2 separate regions of the Hordeum vulgare genome follow, and region 2 is linked to region 1. A link is a contact called in public Hi-C data. All regions are on one chromosome and are shown on one strand. The core of a region is the stretch at or near the end of the contact, and the rest is flanking DNA. Distances in the headings are between cores, read along the strand shown.

Region 1 (5,141 bases), core at 757-3,256:
CAGTTGAGTATCACAAAAAAGTTAGCAACTTTTGGTGTGTTTTTTGTGTAACTCCAGTGCATTCAACAAGCAACTCATTTTTAGTTTTTGGGAAACTCGTGCAAAAATTGAACAACTTTTGTAGGTTTGCGGGCAACTGTGTGATCCGCCCCTATGAAATTTCTCATTATTTCTATGCATCTTCTGATCTATTCCGACTTTTGCAACTAGTCGACACTCGCAATCTGACTAGTCAACACATGCGTGCTGAGTAGCATAGACGGGCATACTATCCTAGAAAAGAAAAGAAAAAGGCTCTCATACCATTCATCCCCACATAGTTTTGAAATTTAGAATCATGATAGATATTCGACAAAAACTTTTCGACATTGTAGGCAACTTACCTCCCTTGATAGACAACTTGCATAGTATTTTAGGCAATTGGGGATCACTCGTAGGAAACTTCGTAGCAATACACGCAACTTGATTTCTGAGGAAGACAACATAGAAGTCATGTTAGACAACTTTCTACTCTACGGTAAATAACTTTCACAGTATTGTTGGCAACTATACTATCTAGCAATTAGTTTCTGATGTACGCACCTTAGCAACCATGGTAACCATCTATTAGAGCATGTCTAGCAGACCCCTTAAAATCACAACCAGTAAAATTGGAATACGGGTCAAAAAAAGGCATTTTAAGGGTTCATTTTAGCTACGACTGAACAGATACTGTAAAACAAACAGTAAAACTGGTATAAAGAGCTCCTTCCTCTAGTCTGGCCGTCGCCACCCTTCCCCCAGCCAGCCGCGTCGGCCACGCCGACCGCGCCTAACCCCGTCGGCCATGCCCCGTCCTTGCCGGACACGCCCCATCACCACGCCGGTCGCGCCCAGCCTCATCGCCCGCGCCTTGTCGCCCGCCAGCCACACTCTGTCGCCTCCATCGTCCGTGCCTTGCTCCGCTGCTAGCCGCGCCGGCCGAGCCTTGCCCCTTTGCTTGCCGTGCCGGGAGGATTCCGACGGCCAGGCTGAGGTCATGGGAGGCCACGCGCGAGGTCGAGCTCGTCCAATTCAAATTGGCGGCGAACGATTGCGGCGTCTAGCGGCCATTTTCGGTGTGCGGTGATGAATCCCGACGAGTTTAGGATGGATTCCGGCAAACTCCGTGGCGACATGTTTGCTCTGACCAGGTTTGACTGGTATGTGGGCTCCCCTCGGTTCGGCCTTCCAACCTTCAAGTATAAGGGTTTCGGGTGTATGTTTTCGGTGTCCCTTAAAAAAATTACGGGTTGGACCAAGTTTCTGTTCTGGACATTTGTTTTGACCAAAACTGTAAACCGTAAAAATTATAACGGTTTGACCACTTATACGGGGTCTTTTAGAGATCTCTTAGACTGCTACACACAACTATTAGTATCCTACTATGTGAATTCACTAATACTGACGATGCAATTTATCTAGTATTAAAGTTGCTTATGTTTAACACTAAAGTTGCCTCATCTAACACTGAAGTTGTTTTTGAAAAAAAAAATCTTCAAAACATATCTATATGGAATCTCGTTTTGAAGAGTTTGTCATGAGGAACCTAACGGTGCAAACAGATCATAATTTCAACACACGGTTTGAAAGTTATAGTTTTTTAAATTTTCTTGTACCGGAATTAATGCATGTTACATTATGGTTGGGTTCACATGATTGGTCCATGGAAAATCAACGTACTATTTCTGAATGATGATCGTGGCGGCCACGAGCCAGTGGATGGCTGCAGCGCGTGCGTTCGGTTTTGCCCAAAAAAAAAAACACAACTGCACTTTTAAGTATTTAGGGTACCTTAACAATGAGAATCAGCCCTACCTAAACTCGGTTTGTTCTAATCCCTCCGTCTTCCTCCGTTTTTAAATATAAATCTTTTTAAAGATTCCAACATACGAATGTATATATACATATTTTAAAATATTTATTTATTTATTTTATTTTAATTTATATATATATATATATAAACGGAGGAAGTATTAAACACTATAATGTCTTTGTGAGAAAAGAATAGGTAATGGCCACCAGATACTCGGCGGACGGCCGCAGGAGAGCATTTCCGAGTACAAAACTGTTCACCCTCCTGCCAGCGCAACAAAAGGAAATAATTGATTTCCTTCCCTGAAATAAAATAAAATCCATCCTCCTACTTTTCTTGTCTCCTCTTTCTCGTCCTAGCCCGTGAGTTGACTTGGTTTTGCTCACCACAAGAAATCAGACGACCTCTACAATCCGATCAGAATTCTGCTTCAACCTGATTGATTGATCTATTCTGGCCGGCTCTCCGCCCTGCAACTGCGTCCCTGGAAGGTAATGAATTCCTCGTGCCATGCCATGCCATCCATTGCTTTGCAGTAGCTCATACGCGTCATCGGCGTGCAGGTGAGGCCGCGGCAAGAAGCTGAAAGCCGCGCCATGGAACTGGAGGCCCCGGTAGTCGAGGCAGATCCGGGGAGAAGGCTCCCAAGATCAGGAGGCGGCGGCGGCGAGGAGGAGGGGCCCCCGGTTGGTCGGACCGCCCTCCTGCCCTGCCCCAACTGCGACATCCAGGTAGTGCACAAGCTGGCGCAGCTGCTGCTCCCGGGCCTGGCCGCGGCGTGCGTCGACAGCACCCTCGGGAGCCCCTCCTCCTCGCTCGCCGTCCAGCTGCGCGCGGAGCTGGTGCGCTACGTCGCGCACCGGAGCAGCAGCCCGGCCGAGGCGGCGGAGGAGGATCCGATCGACCGCGACGACCCGGCCGAGGCGCTGGCCGCGTTCCTGGACGACTTCGCGGGCAGCAAGAGGAGCGTCGTCGTCTCCATCGCCGGCTGGCTGCCGTACCTGGGCGGCGGCGACGACGGCCGCGACGACCGGATCGAGGACCTCGTCGAGGAGATGGAGGCGAGCCGCTTCTGGCCGGTCGACAGGCGGGAGGCCGTCGCGCGGGACCTCCTCCGCTGCCTGGACGACGGCGGCCGGTTCCGCTGCCGCGACGAGCTGGGGACGCCGGAGGAGCTCGCCGACCACGTCGCCGCGCGCTGCGGCTTCAGGCCCGTGCGGTGCCGGAACCAGGCCCAGGGCTGCCGGGCCGAGGTCTCCGCCTGCCGCGCCGACGCGCACGACGATGCGTGCGCCTTCAAGCTCCTCCCCTGCGAGCAGCGCTGCGGCGTCAGCGTTGCCCGGCGCCAGATGGACCGGCACTGCGTCACCGTCTGTCCCATGAAGCTCGCCAACTGCCCTTTCTACCAGCTCGGCTGCGAGTCCGCCTTCCCGGCCTGCAACCTCGGGTCGCACTGCGCGGAGTTCCTTCGGCACCACCTACGCCTGCTCCTTGCTCCCAGCCGGAACGGTGCTGGTCACCGGGATCCGGAGGAGCGTCTTCTACGGCTGGAGAAGGTGCTCATCTAATTTCTCTTCTAGTTTTCCAAGTTCCAACATTGCTTGCTTAATTTATCGGTAATGTTAAAACTGATGTCTATCTATGTTTCAGTGTGATTCTGATGGTGCGTTGCGCCAAGCTTTGGATGTGAGGTCTCTCACTAACGCCCTTGCTCAGCTAGAGAAGAAGATGGACGCCGAAGATGGCTCCTCCGGTGAGCAATGCGCGCACAAGATTAATTCCAACTCTGCAACTCTGCACTAGTTTTGTCCCCGATGCAGAGTTCTTTTTAGAAAAAACTGTATTTTTTTCTTTCTTTTTAGAAAAACTGTATTTTTTCTTTCTTATATATTTTTGAAAAGCATTACACATTTTTCAAAACGGCACAAGAGTTTTCTTTTTACTAGCAAAAGAGCCCGTGCATTGTAACGGAAAAAAAGACCAGATGCTGGTAACACAATAATCATATCTCAATACCTTAATAGATACACGTCCTTTATTTTAACATGACATCTTATCATTCTTGCTGTTTATCTTTCTTCTCATCCTTACCGACGAACATGCATCATTATAGATGGTTTTTTCGTCTCTAATTAGGTGTTCACTTTTAATTTGAAACTACACCGATACGAAAGAAACACGGGCCATGCACTACTAATTAAAGTTGCATCCTAAAAAGCATTTTAAAAATTATTAACATTTGAAACAATACTATATGCAAATTATATATATTTTTCTAAGGAAAATGATTTAGATCTGCTGGCTGATCCTACGTGTAACATCCGCCACATGTCCAGCCGTCCCATCCGTTTTGATCGGCTGCTTCAAGGTGTTGGTCTTGTAGGCCGGGCTTCGGATGTTATAGGATGTGTCGCTCATCACTAATTTTGTGGATGGAATCCACGAAGTAATGCTACAATTGCTTTAGACGGAATTTTCGTAACAAAGGTCTAGTTGCGGAAAATTGAGGAGGGGTGAAAGATATTGTAACTTTTACAAAGGATTTTGTTGGAGGAAAACCGAGAAGATATTTTGCAACCAAGGTCTTATTTTTGCAACCAAGGTCTTGTTGCATGAAGAGAGATAGATGGAGCCTTTTTCGCCATCTCAATTGTTCAACGTCGCAACCCCAGTGCCGCCGTTGTACAGTTCGTGCAATATTATCTTTGTTGCACAATTTTCTACAACACAGCCTCTTTTACAAAAAAGAATTACACATGTTTTCGCAACATGATTTATTGTAAAAAAATTCTACAACACGATCTTTGTTACGATTTTTTTTATAACAAACTTCGTTGCAAAAAAAAATAATTTACAGATATTTTCGCAACACGATCTTTGTTGCAGAAAATATTTTATAATAAAAACTGTTGTAAATAAAATTCTAGAGATGTTTCCGCAACACAATCTTTGTTATAGAAAATATTATATAACAAACTCTGTTGTAAATAAAATTCTACATATGTTTCTGCAACACGATCTTTGTTGCAGAAAATATTCTATAACGAACTGTGCTGCAAAAGATAAATCTATACACATTTCTGCAACATATTTTGTGTTGCAAAAAAAAAAATCTGCAATACAATCTATACTGCAAAAAATAATACATTCGATAACGTTGGTGACTAGCGATCCGACCCCGACCGATCTTTTAATAAGATCGGTAGGCGGACGCCTAGCTGCGCCCTTTTTCTAAGGGCGACACTACGTGTCCGTTGGTGGATAAAATTTAAAGATCGGTGGCCTTCATGACCATTTGATGTAGCTG
Region 2 (5,141 bases), core at 661-3,160, 270 kb after region 1:
ACACACATGCAAACAGGCAAAAAACAACGATGCAGTTAACCAAACACATTCATAATTTGCAGCGGAAGAGTAAGGGCAGCAAAAAACACAAACAAAGATTAAGATTGCTCTGATATTTACAACACACCTTGGACCAGAAAAGTATCCACACTACTGATACATGAATGCACTGCTTATTTAAGCCATAAATTTAAACCAAAATACACAAATGGTCTATAGACATCGACATGGGTCATGGCAACAGATGCATGCGACAGGGAAGTGATGTCTAGGCGCCCCCGCGAGCAGCCTCCTGGAGACACTTCACAGCGCTGTCGTAGTTGATGAAGCCCATGAACCAGAAGTCATGGTTATCAACAGAAACTACCTGGATGTACCTCTCTGCAGGATTCTGTTGACTAGCGGTAGGGGTGACTGATCTCAGATGAGGTACAGGTACAACTATCTGTGAGAACATGCAGATACGAATATGATCAGCTGCAGTACGATAAGATGAACACGATTCCCTTCGGTTTGCACGACCCAGAGAAGCAATAAAAATAAGTGATGTTTTCATGTCTTATTGAATAATACTTCCTCCGTTCCTAAATATAAGTATTTTTAAAGATTTTACTAGAAGACTAAGTACGAAGTAAAATGAGTGAATTTAAGCTCTAGAGTATGTCTATATACATCCGTATCTAGTCCCTAATGAAACCTTTAAAAATACTTATATTTAGGAACGGATGGAGTAGTTGTATTGGAATCTGCAGATTCAGCAAACCACTGCAGATCGCATGCTCTGTCAAGCAATTGTGATGCAATGTTGTGTTTCCTCATCAAGGATAAGCATGTAGTACTAAAGATATGAATAAATTTCAGGTCAAAAAAGATATGAACAAATTTCGTTTGTAGACTAAGCTAAGTTTCTTTAAAAAGAAAAAAATACAAGAACTACTGCACATCACGACGAGTACATACCTTGTAAATGGCGGACTCGGTCTTATTATCCTCAGTGACATATGCCACGGGGCTGTCACTACAAAAAGCAAGCTTGGCGGTCGAGACGTACAAGACGCCCATTATCGGGCCATGAGAGGTCGAGAGGTAGCATGCGTAGGCCTTCTTGAGCTTCTCGTCAGGCAAGCACTCAAACGTCTGCTGAAATATCTTGTCGTATCCACCTTCCGATTTGACCTTGGATATCTGAGCGATCCTCCCCATTGCAGCATCCGTAATGCTAGGCCCGGTTTTCACTGCACAAGTCCACGCAGGTTCATGGGTCAACATGTACTATGTATAGGTGCTATTTTTAGATGAAATGTGTCAGCAGCTGCTGAACTGAAAAATGGCTAATCAGTTGGATGCCGTGGGAATCGGGAGACTCACGGTGCTGCCAGACGTCGCCGGCGATGCCCTCGGTCTTGCGCGCGGCCTCGCCGAACCTCTTCCCCACGGAGCCGAGCATCTCCCTCAGATTCTCCGTGGTGCCTGCGGCAACCGATTCCCCGGACAATTGATAGCCGTCAGCACAAACGCGAACCATATCGAATTCAATCTCGGAACAAGAGCTGTAGCCGCAGAGAACGGGACAGCATGAGATAGGTAGTGGCTGGCAGTGGTAGGAGACTTACTCTTGGCGGGCGGTCCGGAGGACGGCGAGGACAGCACGTAGGGGTTGGAGCCCGCGGGCGCCACGACCGGCGGCGGTGGCGGCGCGAGGTCCTCCGGGGACATGCGCGGGTACGCGGCGGCCGCGTGGGCTTCGGGCTTGGAGTCCATGGGCGATCGGCGGGAGGAGGAGGAAGCGGGGACGGGAAGGAGAGAGATCAGAAACGAGGGAGACAGTGGGCAGAGTTGACGGCTCTCCAAGGGACGTGGTGGGGGACGCGACACGGCGACGCAATCTAGCGCGGGGGACTATAATGGTGGGAGCGAGCGTCCAACTGGCACAAGTAACCGACGCGCTCCCATTTTTCGCGGCCAGACAGCGTGACCACAACCGTCCGTGTCGTGTCGTGTCGTTGCGGTCGGCTGCCGCGCGCCATCAACGGACAACGGCCTCAACCTGCACACAACTAGTAGCTTTTCCTTTTTGCCTGTTTGATTTGAATTGCAGCTGACTACTGACGGGCCACTATTTTCATCAAGACTAATAACAAACACAAAAGCTAGTACGTAAAAATAATTTGACAGGCATAAGGATAAATTTTCCATGAGGTAGAAGGAAATCAGCAGAAAGTTAATGATTCAGAGGTACTACAATAAGATGTGTGATCTAAAACGTACTCCCTCCATCCGAAATTGCTTGTCGTACAAATGGATAAAAATTAATGTATCTAGAACTAAATTACATCTAGATACATTCATTCATATGACAAAGTACTTCCGGAGGGCAATGCATTGAGTCGAATAATGAGGGAGGAAATGATCACCCCTCCACCAAATTACTTTACCAAACAAGGACCACTAGGATCCAAACAATTTCTAACTATTCACTCGAATAATTTTTAACTTAATTAGGGGGAAATAATAAGCCCAAAAAGTGAAGCATTCAAACAAGATATTCATGAAATAACAGAGCGCATGGCATCATACTAGCTGAACCTTTTTCAGTGTATAAACCTACCACCAAAAGAACTGCCTGGCTAACATAACTGGAACTTGCAAAGAGCATAACAAATGATGCTCTCACTTACCCACTGCAACCCTCACAGGACAAACTGACAAAGAAAATTGACAGCAGAAATTAAATGGATTAATTTCTGCTAAGAACAGAGCAAAACTCTGGCAGTAAACAAGACATGATATTCAAGCTGACCGGAGACGATATATTCCTGATAGGTAACCAAACGCATAATCTTCTCCAAACTGCCAAAGTCTGAGCTTGCGCGCATAGTAGGTCATGTCACTGCAGCTGTTTCAGCAATACCAGTATTACTCTATTAATGACAGCTTTAAGCTAAGAGTTTGCTGCATCCAGTTTGTAGTGTGGCATATTAATGACTAATGAGGAAGCAACCTACATAGCTATCAATTTTGAAACGTTATCTTCTTAACAAAATTGTGAACCAAAAGAATAGTAGAGGAGTGTAACAATACTGACAATGAAATAAATTGACAGTGGGAACGAGATGAGAATTAACAATTCTGTATTCAGACAGGAAGCTACATATATACATGAAAATACAACAAAATTGGTTCATCAAAGAGATGTGAAACTAAAAAGAGACGAGCGTTACCATACTAGGCCTTGGCCATACAGATGCCCACCGGCCACCTCTATTACTAGGCCTTGGCCATACAGATGCCCACCGGCCACCTCTAACTCTGCCGGCAAGTATAAGGCCTTTCAAACGTTGGCTGCAGAGAAGAGTGCCATGTAAGCAGGATTGCATGAAGGTAGTGGCATGTCAAGGAAACACAGCAGCAAGTCCTGTGCTTTGATGTGAGACGGTGCCATACTGCCTATCGACGACTCCACGCAACTCAGGCTCAAAGTGTCCGGTGCGTTGCAACCATACTACCCTGGTACAGTATCAGTATAAACAGGTTTGGTTTGAAACCCATACCTAACCTGGTAATGGAACAGCTGTGTGGTTTGGTTCAGGCTACCTCAGTGGGTTTTAGCCTTTTGGGACCTGTGAATAACCCCCACAATGTTTGGCAGTTATCCTTATAAACCAACTGTGTCTTGGGCATGCTCATCTTAAAACCTAGTGAAGATGTAATTTCTCCTTCCTGGATTTATGAGCATCCCATCCTTGATGTCAACACTCCATGTCGAAATATCCACAACGCTTTAAGGATGCTGAATTGCCATACCACGTGAAATTTGAAGATGCCACCTAACCAACAGTCTGACAAATAAGTGTCCGCGAGATTTGATAGTATGTACTTTTGTTCTCACATGTTATTGCCGCTTTGCCTGATGATATAGACTGCACTGGTCCATTGAGAAGAGAAGAGCGGATTAAGTAATCCTGCATCAATCATGAGGGTAATAGGTACTCCCTCTGTAAACTAATATAAGAGTGTTTAGATTACTATTTTAGTGATCTAAATGCTCTTATATTAGTTTACAGAGGGAGTACATAACATGCAATAACCATAATATGATTATTTCTCATGATTTAGGATATCGGCCAGCTGAAAGTAATATACTAACACCCATGCTCCAGCAATGGACGAAAATATCAAAGAAATTTAACAGAGTTAGACTAACCGAACATATATTAGATTTCAAATATGAAGGCAAGATACACGCAAGCACCTGAATTGGGATCAGAACTTAGCAAAGAGCAGGGGATTCAGGTTTGGTGCAATGTTTTTGTAGCATATTCATTACATCATGGGGCGAGATGACGTCGCCTTTTGATATTTCTGTATCAAAACCAGGCAAACTCTGCAATAACTTTTGCCCTTCAATGCTTGCCCCAAGAGAAGTGACAATAGTTGAAATAATTTTAGGATCAAGTGCTACATCCTTGGCTGTCATTTCACGAGTTAACTCAAGAATCTTCTCGGTGTCGCCTTTAGCTCCATAACCTTGGATCAGTGAATCAAATACAGCAACGTCAGGCACAAAGCCACTTGCTGTCATCTGTTTAAGCACACGCTCCGCCGCTGCTAGGTCTCCAGATTTTGCAAACATGTTGATTGGGATAGAATATGTCACAGCATCAGGAATCAGCCCCTCATCAATCATATCTTTAAGAAACTCTTCCGCAATTTTCTTCTCCCCTGATTTGAAAGCACCATGGATCATAGTGCTATAAGCAGCAGCATCTAATTTGCAGTTCCTATCCATTTCATTGAACAAATCCCTGGCCTGTCCCATCATGCCTTGATCACACATAGCTTTAAGCAAAGGAATATAGTGAACTGGCTCAGGCTCCATCCCTTGATGTCTCATTTCAGACAAGTAGCTTTCCGCACGTTCAACTTGCCGCATTTTACAGAAGCCATTTATCAATATGCTATAGGTGAACGAATCAGGCTGTAGCCCAGAACTAGCCATCTCATCCATCAGTTCCATGGCCTTCTTTACCTTGTGGACTCTAAGGAGCCCACCAATCAGCAGATTAAATGTCACCAAATTACACCTGCATCCATTCTCAGCCATCATGGCCCGGACCTGGAGTGCTTGCCGCATCCAACCA

What was found. Hi-C and Micro-C count contacts between places; a contact is called where the count stands out from the background.
Region 2: a contact with region 1 is called in a Hi-C map of leaf, with 2.4 times the contacts expected there. The contact joins the promoter of LOC123425262 here to the promoter of LOC123425258 in region 1. A contact is called at or near these places in 3 of 6 Hi-C or Micro-C datasets (leaf and seedling).

Annotation. Positions count from the first base shown.
Region 1 is chr2H:93,054,591-93,059,731 of MorexV3_pseudomolecules_assembly, forward strand. LOC123425258 reads left to right here and starts at 2,007. Exons shown (of 3, transcript XM_045108936.1): 1 at 2,007-2,325; 2 at 2,398-3,390; 3 at 3,485-3,878. The coding sequence starts at 2,431. The coding sequence ends at 3,637.
Region 2 is chr2H:93,321,981-93,327,121 of MorexV3_pseudomolecules_assembly, forward strand. It overlaps LOC123425262 (GEM-like protein 1), which reads right to left and starts at 1,911. Exons shown (of 4, transcript XM_045108940.1): 1 at 1,614-1,911; 2 at 1,369-1,470; 3 at 961-1,235; 4 at 71-445. The coding sequence starts at 1,761. The coding sequence ends at 269. LOC123425657 (pentatricopeptide repeat-containing protein At4g28010-like) reads right to left here. Exons shown (of 2, transcript XM_045109358.1): 1 at 4,253-5,141; 2 at 3,117-3,925. The coding sequence ends at 4,271.